Regions from separate parts of the Mus musculus genome. Here all the other regions are linked to region 3. A link is a contact called in public Hi-C and HiChIP or PLAC-seq data. All regions are on one chromosome and are shown on one strand. Each heading gives the region's core, a stretch centred on a gene start, on an enhancer-like site or on the middle of the called end of the contact. The rest is flanking DNA. Distances are from core to core; before and after follow the strand shown.

What was found. Hi-C and Micro-C count contacts between places; a contact is called where the count stands out from the background. HiChIP or PLAC-seq counts read pairs in DNA pulled down with a chosen protein or histone mark.
Region 1: an H3K27ac HiChIP or PLAC-seq map of thymic regulatory T cells shows a contact between it and region 3, with 8 times the contacts expected there. The contact joins the promoter of Suds3 here to the promoter of Rbm19 in region 3. A contact is called at or near these places in 1 of 15 datasets of contacts at CTCF or cohesin (large pre-B cells), 3 of 484 Hi-C or Micro-C datasets (CD4 T cells, CD8 T cells and regulatory T cells) and 1 of 115 datasets of contacts at active chromatin or transcription factors (thymic regulatory T cells).
Region 2: a Hi-C map of CD8 T cells shows a contact between it and region 3, with 4 times the contacts expected there. The contact joins the promoter of Prkab1 here to the promoter of Rbm19 in region 3. A contact is called at or near these places in 3 of 484 Hi-C or Micro-C datasets (CD4 T cells, CD8 T cells and regulatory T cells).

The regions. Positions count from the first base shown.
Region 1 is chr5:117,114,103-117,117,294 of GRCm38.p6, forward strand. It overlaps Suds3 (suppressor of defective silencing 3 homolog (S. cerevisiae)), which reads right to left and starts at 1,891. Exons shown (of 12, transcript NM_178622.5): 1 at 1,570-1,891. The coding sequence starts at 1,711.
Region 2 is chr5:116,022,972-116,025,929 of GRCm38.p6, forward strand. Prkab1 (protein kinase, AMP-activated, beta 1 non-catalytic subunit) reads right to left here and starts at 1,457. Exons shown (of 7, transcript NM_031869.2): 1 at 1,120-1,457. The coding sequence starts at 1,278.
Region 3 is chr5:120,114,967-120,117,915 of GRCm38.p6, forward strand. It overlaps Rbm19 (RNA binding motif protein 19), which reads left to right and starts at 1,547. Exons shown (of 24, transcript NM_028762.1): 1 at 1,547-1,683. The coding sequence starts at 1,648.

The DNA of each region.
Region 1 (3,192 bases), core at 641-3,140, 3.0 Mb before region 3:
CTGTCTTGCTTCAATCTGGCTTCAATCAGTTTCTAGTGAATGGCTCTGCTTGGCCTCATTCTAACTTTGGCATTATCTTCAGCTCCTTCTCATTCTCTGGCTCGGTCTGCCTTCACCTGTGTCTAGCTTGTTCTCCAACCTGTCTCCGTAAAACTGCCCCCGTAAAACTGCCCCAGTAAAACCGCCTCCTTCTTCTTCTCTGTGCTGCTCTCTTAAATACCCTTTTCCCTCTCATCTCCTGAGAGTTGATTATATCCCATTCTGTCAAATCTGCCTCTGATCCATCACCTTGCTGACACTCAATTAGACATCACTTTCAAACAGGGGTTTCCTAATACAAACTAACTTTACCTTGATTGTTTGGGATTAAAAATATATGTACTAAGGGCATGTCTGCATTCCAGCCAGAGGGATTAAAGGTGTGTGTTAAGGCTGAGCAACACCCCAAGTAAAAACAGTTTTGTTTTGTTTTGTTTTTTTCAATAAATAACACGGTCTCGGGGTTCACAGTGTGATCAAATATCCTGCGACATATAGACAGTCGTGAGCCACTCCAACCTGGACCCTCAGAAAAATCAGTGTTCTAAACTGCTTAATTTAAACTGGTCTTAAGCAAAGATCTGGATCCAATGGCCTGAGTGAAGAGGGTCAATTTTGTCTTCGCTGTACCCCCTCGTGGTCATTAAAAGAAGTGCACCTTTCACATTGAAAAATCCCTAGTTAAACCTTGATTTTGTTTTTGTTTTGTTTTGTTTTGTTTTTTAACCATAGTTAAAACAAACGCACTCAGTTCCTATAACTTGCTCTGCGTGCACTGAGGCCGGAGCAGACCCAAGTCCTCACAAAGCCGCCTCCTTTCCTTCGGTGGAAGGAACTTTCACGGAAGCCCTGTCTAGAGCCAGCTAGCTATGTTACTACGCATTTGAGAGACTTAAGATCCTGCCCGCAGTTGGGGGTAGCTTTTGGCTTTTTACAGCCCGACTCTATGCCTGAATACTGTCCACTCCGCCCATACAAAGACCTCCCCTTGCCCCTTCTGCTTCTAGCTTCTCCCCCACCTAGCCAGCTCCTTCCTCAATAATCCCTCTGGGTGTCCCTCACACCCGCCAAAAGGTAAATAAACAAGGTCCCGGATCGAGACCTGAGGCTGGAGGAGCGATCACGCAAATGCAGACTACTCGGACCTGAAAACAAATCCCAACCTCCCCTTTCGCCCACTTCGCCGTGGCAGGACACGATTCCATTGAACCCCTCCCAACCTAGGAGATGAGGACTCCAAGCTACCACGCAGGAGGTGGGTAAACAAGACAGCTTTAAGGTCACAAAGCTGGGGGCGGGGGAGAGGTGCCGGCCAAAGGAAGACTTATCGCCTGTCCCATTCCGGCTCCCCAAGCGGAGCTAGGGGCATTAAAACAGTGGGAGGAGAGAAGCTGGGAGCGAGAAAGCCAGGGCGAGCATTGCTCCGACCCGAGTGCGGAAATGAGAGACGCTGGGCTGGGGACCCCTGGCTCGCAAGAGCTCTGGCGACCTCTGACCACCCGCACCCGGGCCCCGTCCCCACACCCGCACCTTCGTCGGACTCTCGGCCCCGGCAGCTGCGCTCGTCGTCCTCGGCGCTCTCCAACTCCTCCTCGTCCTCCGGGTAGTACTCCGGGGCGGCCGGCGCTGCAGCCGGAGCCGGCGCCGGAGCCAGCAGCCCCGCGGCGCTCATGTCGCCGCCTCGGGGCCGCGGCGGAGCCGGTCCCGCGGAGATCGCGGCCGCCTGGCTGCGTCCCCGGAGCCCCGCAACCTCGCGCGGTTCCGAGCCGCGGGCACCGGGACTCCCCTCGGCTCCGAGCTCCGCCCCCCACCCCGCACCCCGGCGCCCGCGCTGGGCAACGGGGGCCTCGCGCAGCCGGCTACTTCCGGGTCGTGGGCTGCTCGGTGACAGCCTGATCAGGCCGTCCTCGAGACGGTAGGTGAGACGCCGGGGCTCCACGGTTTCTGACACGGCGGCCGCGGCGGCGTCACTGTCTTAAGAATCCGCGATCGGCCACGGCGGAAGGGGCGGAGGCGGGAGTCTCTGGAGTCAGGCATATCCAGGGGCAGCCGCGCCAGCAGTCAGGACCCCGGAGTTGGAGGTGGCACTTCTGGCAGTGGCCACCAGGCGGCGCCTGGAGTCAAAACTAAAGTGTGGATGGACTCGACCTGATGGGCGGAGGCTTTGCAGAGCCCTGGATAGGTAGCATGGTCTCTGATTCATGCAGGTGAATGGCACGAACGGTTCCCGCGGTGGGCTTGGACGCCTGGCCAGCCAGAGTGTGTGGGATACAGAAAATGTTGTGCGTGGTTGCTCCCCTGCCTTAATGGGGGCTTTATTAAAAATTATGGTAAAGGCAAGTTGTTGCCATTTCATCCACCGGTCAGGTGAAAGTGTGTCCCTAGGCCTTGCCAGTACTTTCTTTTGAGTAGATTTACTGGGTAAGCTGTTCTACCGGTTTTACAAATGATCAAAAGAGTTGTCATTCTTTCTCCTTTCAAGAAAAGAAAAAAGAAAAAACGGTGGCGTCAGTCTAGCATCCCAGATCCACAGCTGTCCACAGGATAACTTCCTTGTGCTTCCCCAAACATAATTTTTAAGGTATTTTAGCCTAAAACAGTAATTTAATAACCTGCTAATTTTTACTTGAGTAAATAGGGCATTTCCCTCCAGGAACTACATTGGCTTAAATTCAGAAGCCAACGCTGAGCAAAGTGACCTTTAGTCCCAGGACTAGGGAGGCAGAGGCAGGCTGAGTTCAAGGCCAGCCTGGTCTGCAATTCGTGTTTCAGAACAGCCATGGATACACAGAGAAACCCTGTCTTAAAAACAAAAAAAAACAAACCAAGCCATGAAACTGAATCTCTCCATGTGTTAATCTGTGTAGCCCTGTGAAACATAGTGTTACAGTTTTGCTTAGAAGAGGAGGAAGAGGAGGAAAGGGAAGAGGTGGAGGAGGAAGAGGAAGAAGGTGGAGAGGAGGAGGAGGAGGAGGAGGAATAGGAGGAATCATCTCAGCACTTGGGAGGCAGAGGCAGGTGGATTTCTGAGTTTGAGGCCAGCCTGGTCTACAGAGTGAGTTCCAGGACAGCCAGGGTTACACCGAGAAACCCTGTCTCGAAAAACAAAAAACAAAAAGAAGAAGAAGAAGGAGGAGGAGGAGAAGCAGAAGC
Region 2 (2,958 bases), core at 207-2,706, 4.1 Mb before region 3:
ACAAGCTCCTGCCACAAGACAAGTGTTCTGTGTAGCCCTGGCTGTCCTGGAACTCACTCTGTTGACCAGGTTGGCCTCGAACTCAGACATCTGCCTGCCTCTGCCTCCCAAGTGCTGGGATCAAAGTGCTGTGCCACCACTCCCTGGCAAAAGCAGGCTCTTTTAAAGTCAGACCCAAAATTAAGATCTGGAGAATAGTAATGTGGGTTATGTAGCCCAGTTAGGGGGTGGGGGTGGGGGAGTGAAAGCGGAGTGAGCTGGCCAGGCAATTAGCCTGTTTAAGTAATGGGGATTAGTTGGCAACCCGGCAAGTAACAGAGACCAGGCTGGTGAGCGCCAACGTTCCTGAATGTAGTTTATTCTGAGCAATTAGCTTCTTTCCTCCTAGAATCACCAAATGCCCTTGGACTGGGGCCCTGTAGCCGGAAGCACTGGCCACCTCACTGTGGTTTTAAGAGAATGTGGCTCAGGCAGGAACTTTCAGCTTGGCCTGCAAAAATCTGTTTGCTCTGGTCTGCTTAAAGTCCAAGGCATTATTTCAGTAACGTGGGAGAGAAGTGGGGGTAATTAGCTGCTGGCTGGCGTTCAGAGTGACTCTCGGTCACTGACCTCCTCCAGTGGAATTGCCGGATCTAAAATAAAGTGAGCAGGGTGGACTGAAACTGTCAGAACCAAACACCTCTGGCAGTCAGCTAGTCAACTTCATTTCCAGCTTAACGTATGTGCTCCCGTTTTACCGCCAAAAAGAACACTAGAACTCCCAACCCAACTTTTGCAAAAGCCGGTCGGCCTGAAGTGTCTCCAAGCCGCGCAATCAATTACACCGAAGAGAAAAGTCGACACGGGTGCTCAATTACAGTTTAGCTCGACTCTTAATTAATTAAGGATCTCAAACGCGGTCCCTGAGCTGCTTTCTCCTTAATGATGTTCAACCAAGCCCAGGGTGACTCTCCTCCCATCGGTAATTAGGCACAAGTCCCAGAACGGCAAAGAGGGCTATGACAGAGCCACCTCCCCCGCCCCCCCCCAAGGTGTGACGCTGGGAATGTGGCGGGAACTACAGCAAAGGGGGACCCTCCCCGTGAGTCAAGAGGGCTCCGACGCCCCTCCACTCAGCACCTTGATCTCTTCGGAGTGGAAGATGTCGGCGTCTTCAGGGCTGTCCATGAGGATCTTGGGCCTGTCCCCATCCTTGGCGCCCCCGGAGCTGTCCCTCCGCGGCGTCTTGTGGCCCGCCTGCCGCTCCAGCGCGGCGCGCTCGCTGCTCGTGTTGCCCATGGCTGGGAATCTGCAGGGACACAAGGAAGCCGGAAAGGCCGGGTCGGACCCCCGGGGATCGCGAGTCACGCCCTCTCGGATCGCGCGCTCGCTCGCCCGCCGAGCTCCGCTTTACCTGGCTCGGGCGACCGCGACTGGAACTCCGAACAGAGCCGGAGCGTAACCTGACACTCCTCCCGCAACTCCCCTCCACCCCTTAGCCACTTCCGCTTCCGGCCGGGCCCAGCGAAGGAAGGAAGGAAGGGTGGTCACTGGGGATGGAGCGCTCTCGGAGTTAGGGTGACATCAGTTCCGTTTCCGCCTCTTCCCTGCTGCTCAGCGCGAAGCGGTCGCGGGTGGTTCGGGGCTGCCACCAGATCGAGCTTCGTAGCGGCCAGCGGGAGGCGCGAGCGAGCGAGAATGCCAGAATGCCATGGATGGCGCCGACCACCTCACTCCAAGTTGGTTACTCTCCAGTAACTCGAATTACGAAACGCGAAACCCACGGCGGCTTGGAGCAAGCGCTTGCTCTTGCAGAGTACCCGGGTTCGGGTCCTGGCGCTTCCATGGTGGCTCACAACTGTTTGCAGTTTAAGTTCCAGGGGATCCCGGCGCCCAAGGCGGTGCACACATATACGGGAGGGCAGAGCATTCATACACATAATCGTAAAAACAAAACAAAACAAACAAGAAGAAGAAAAGGGAAAAAAAGAGAAAGCGCCGGGCATTGGTGGCGCACGCCTTTAATCCCAGCACTTGGGAGGCAGAGGCAGAGGATTTCTGAGTTCGAGGCCAGCGTGTTCTACAGAGTGAGTTCCAGGACAGCCAGGGCTATACAGAGAAACCCTGTCTCGAAAAAACCAAAACCAAACAAAAAACAAAACAAAACAAAAGAACCTCACGTTTAAGTCTCTCCCGTAGATGCACTGGCTCTCACAATTGAATGTATTAGGACAACCTAGGGCTCCTTCAAAAGGAAGGCCTCTCCAGAGTGGCCAAATCGTAATTTCTGTCTGTAGACTAAGGATGGAGGATGCTGACCATCTTCCAGGTGTTTGAGAAAACTTAAAGACCTAAGATTTCTGGGAAATTGACGTTCTCAGTTGGGTTCTGTTGTTTGTTTCAAGTTGAGTGCCTATTGATAAGTCTTTTTGCAAGAGCCTTGGGGCTACATTGGCCACATTATGTGTAAAATGTATCAGGGCTTAGTGTTTCAGCAGAGGTACAGACTGCTGTAATAAAACGATCTCAGCTTCACAGTCAGCCTTTAAAGAAACAACAACAACATTGTCTTGTGGGGTTTGTTTGTTTGCTTTGCATTGGATTTTCTAGGTCATGTCTTACATTTACCCATACATATGTTTTGGTTTTTTTGTTATTCTGTTTTTGTGTGTGTTTTTTGAGACATGGTTTCTGTGTGTAACAGCTCTGGCTGTCCTGGAACTTACTTTGTAGACCAAGCTAGCCTTGAATTCATAGAGATCCACCTTCCTCTTCCTCCCACTCAAGTGTTGGGATTAATGGTGTGTACCACCCTGCCCAGTGAACATCTATATTTTAAATTATCTGCAATGTGACACATTTTTGTTAAGGGAACCAGGGACCCCGATGTCTGACATGTGGTCTTCTAGAGGGACTTTAACAGTATCTATCTACAAGGAAACTTAAAAATTTATGGACAATTTCTAGTGGATTTCAATA
Region 3 (2,949 bases), core at 297-2,796:
ACATGTCCACGTAGAGACAGGCACGAACACAGACGTTCTCAGCAATGTTACTATCAATAGCCATGGGGTACATCCACCCAGATGCCTTAGACAGATGGTTGGATACACAAACATACTGGAGTCCGACATTTGACACTTGTGTGTGTGTGTGTGTGTGGGGAGGGGTAACGAGTGAAGGATGATTCATGCAGAGACATGGATTAACCTTGAAAACAATATGTGAAGAGAAAAATCAGCCAAGAAAGTAACACATCCATAGAGATGCCAGATAGATTCTAGGTTCCTAGAAGGCGGGAAGTTGGTGACTGGTCTTTTGCTTGTATATAATGGTTTCTGACTGTGTGGGGTGTTTCTTGTGGTCTCTCTTTCATTCTCTTCTTCTCCTTCTCCTTCATTTTTGTTTGTTTTGTTTGCCTGTTTTCTTTCTAAAGAGAACAAAAGGACTGGGGGCTGGGTTGGTGGGGAGGCAGGAAGGAGCTGGTGGGACGGGGAAGCCATGATCAAAATATATTATCTGGGGGCTGGTGAGATGGCTCAGTGGGTATGAGCACCCGACTGCTCTTCCGAAGGTCCAGAGTTCAAATCCTAGCAACCACATGGTGGCTCACAACCATCCGTAACAAGATCTGACTCCCTCTTCTGGTGTGTCTGAAGACAGCTACAGTGTACTTACATATAATAATAAATAAATCTTTAAAAATATCTATATAAATTATCTGAAAAAAATGGTTTAGCCTTGGCTGTCCTGGAACTAGCTCTGTAGACCAGACTGGCCTTAACTCAGAGATCTGCCTGCCTCTGTCTCCTGAGCGCTGGGATTAAAGGCGAGCGCCATCACTGCCTAGCTGCATTTTTTTTTTTCAATAAAAAATGTTCTAAGATTGGTTCTCTCCTCCCACTACGAAGAACCAAGGTTGGGGGGTTGGGGGGAGGGAAATCTCAGGCTGTCAGGCTTGCCCACAAGTGCCTTTATCTGACGAGCCATCTTGCCAACTGGAGTTGTCCACTTTAAGTGGGCAAATTGTGTGGCACCTGGACTGTATCTCAATAAAGCTGCCAACAGTAACAAGAAAGGATATGGGGAGATGGAGCAAAATGTCTTTTAGAAGAAGAAAATCTATTTGAGCAGTGGTGGCGCACACCTTTAATCTCAGCACTTGGGAGGCAGAGGCGGGAGGGTTTCTGAGTTCAACGCCTTTACACAATAAATAAACCTTTATAATTTTATTTTTGTAACGGGGGTTCTCTGTGCAGCCCTAGCTATCCTGGAACTCGGAGATCCGCTTGCCTTTACCTTTAAAACAATTTTTTTTTTCTAGGCTCTCTGCTCTTTCCCAGAAGCCTGTCATCCCGAGGGGGTTGGACATCAGCGCCTCCTGCCTTCCTTGCGGGGATTTAGAGGCCCCAAGACCTGGCGGAGAAAACGCGAGCGCTCGGGCCTTTCCCCCGTCCCCGCCAACCCCGCCTTGTGGGTGGGACTTTCCCCGGAGAGAGTCTCCCGTGAGGCCACACCCACTTCCGGATGGAACGCGGCGGGGGCCACGTGACTCGCTAAAAATGGCGGCGCCCAGTGTGGCGGCGTGAAAGTTGTGGGAAGTCGCTGTCGCCGGGGTCGTGAGTCTGAAAAGCGAAGGGAACCTGAGAGCCATGTCGCGTCTGATCGTGAAGAACCTCCCGAATGGGGTGAGCGGGAGCCGGGGATGGGGCCCGGAAGTGGAAGCAGAGGTCCGGGAATGGAGGGTGAAGGATGGAGGGGTTCTAAGTCAGGGACAGGACTGGGGAGGTCCGGAATCCAAGGAGGCGGCACCCTGTCCTGAGGGCTCAGCAAGCCGCAAAGTGGCTTCCGAGCATTCTGAGGATCCTTCCATGTTGTGCTGGGCAGTTTGGGTCAGTTTGACCCAGACCGGAGTCACTTACGGAGAGGGAACTTCATTGGATGTTATTGCGTCCATATGCCTGTGGACCAGCCTGTGGTGCTCTGAGGAGTGATGGGTGTGGGAGGTTCCAGCCCCCTGTGGGTGCTGTCACGCCTCGGCAAGTGTCCCTGGGCTGTGTACAGATGTTGGCGGGGCAAGTAAGTCTGCGTCGGTTCTTGCCTCGACTTCCCTGGATGGCGGACTGTGATGGAGACCCATAAGCCAAATCAATGGTCTTCCTCCCCAAATTGCTTTGGTTTTTTTGTTTGTTTTTAAAAGATTTATTTTTTTATTATGTGTAAGTACACTGTAGCTGTCTTCAGACACACCAGAAGAGGGCGTCAGATCCCATTACAGATGGTTGTGAGCCACCATGTGGTTGCTGGGATTTGAAGTCAAGACCTTTGGAAGAGCAGTCAGTGCTCTTAACTGCTGAGCCATCTCTCCAGCCCACGCCCCCCAAATTGCTTTGTATCCTTGATGTGTGTCACAACAGGGAACAGACTAGAGAATGCTTACTGGTTCACCATCACAGAGCAAGATTAGACTTCAAAGCCAAGTGTGGTGGTGCATACACCTGTTGTCAGCTTTCCATAGGCAGAGGGTGGCGAGTTCAAGGCCAGCCTGGGTTACATAGCAAGATGATGTGGCTAAAAATAAATAAATTAATTAAATTTGTTTTGTTGTTGTTGGGACCATGTGCCCCCCAGAACAGCAGTCCTCAACCTTCCAAATGCTGTGCCCCCCTTTAATACAGTTCCTCCTGTTGTGACCCCCTAGTCATGAAGTTATTTTGTTGCTACTGCATAACTGTAATTTTCTCATTATGAATATAACGTAAATATCTGGTATGTGGGATATCATATGCATCCCCCCCAAAAGGGAGACCCAAGATGATCTCCCCTATTTGGGATTTTGTTTGTTGTTTTGGGGGATGCTTTTTTAAAAAAACAGACTCTTAAATCTGTAGCCCTGGCTGACCTTGAACACCTGCTTCTGCCTCCCCACCATACCTAGCCTCATCTCAGGGTTT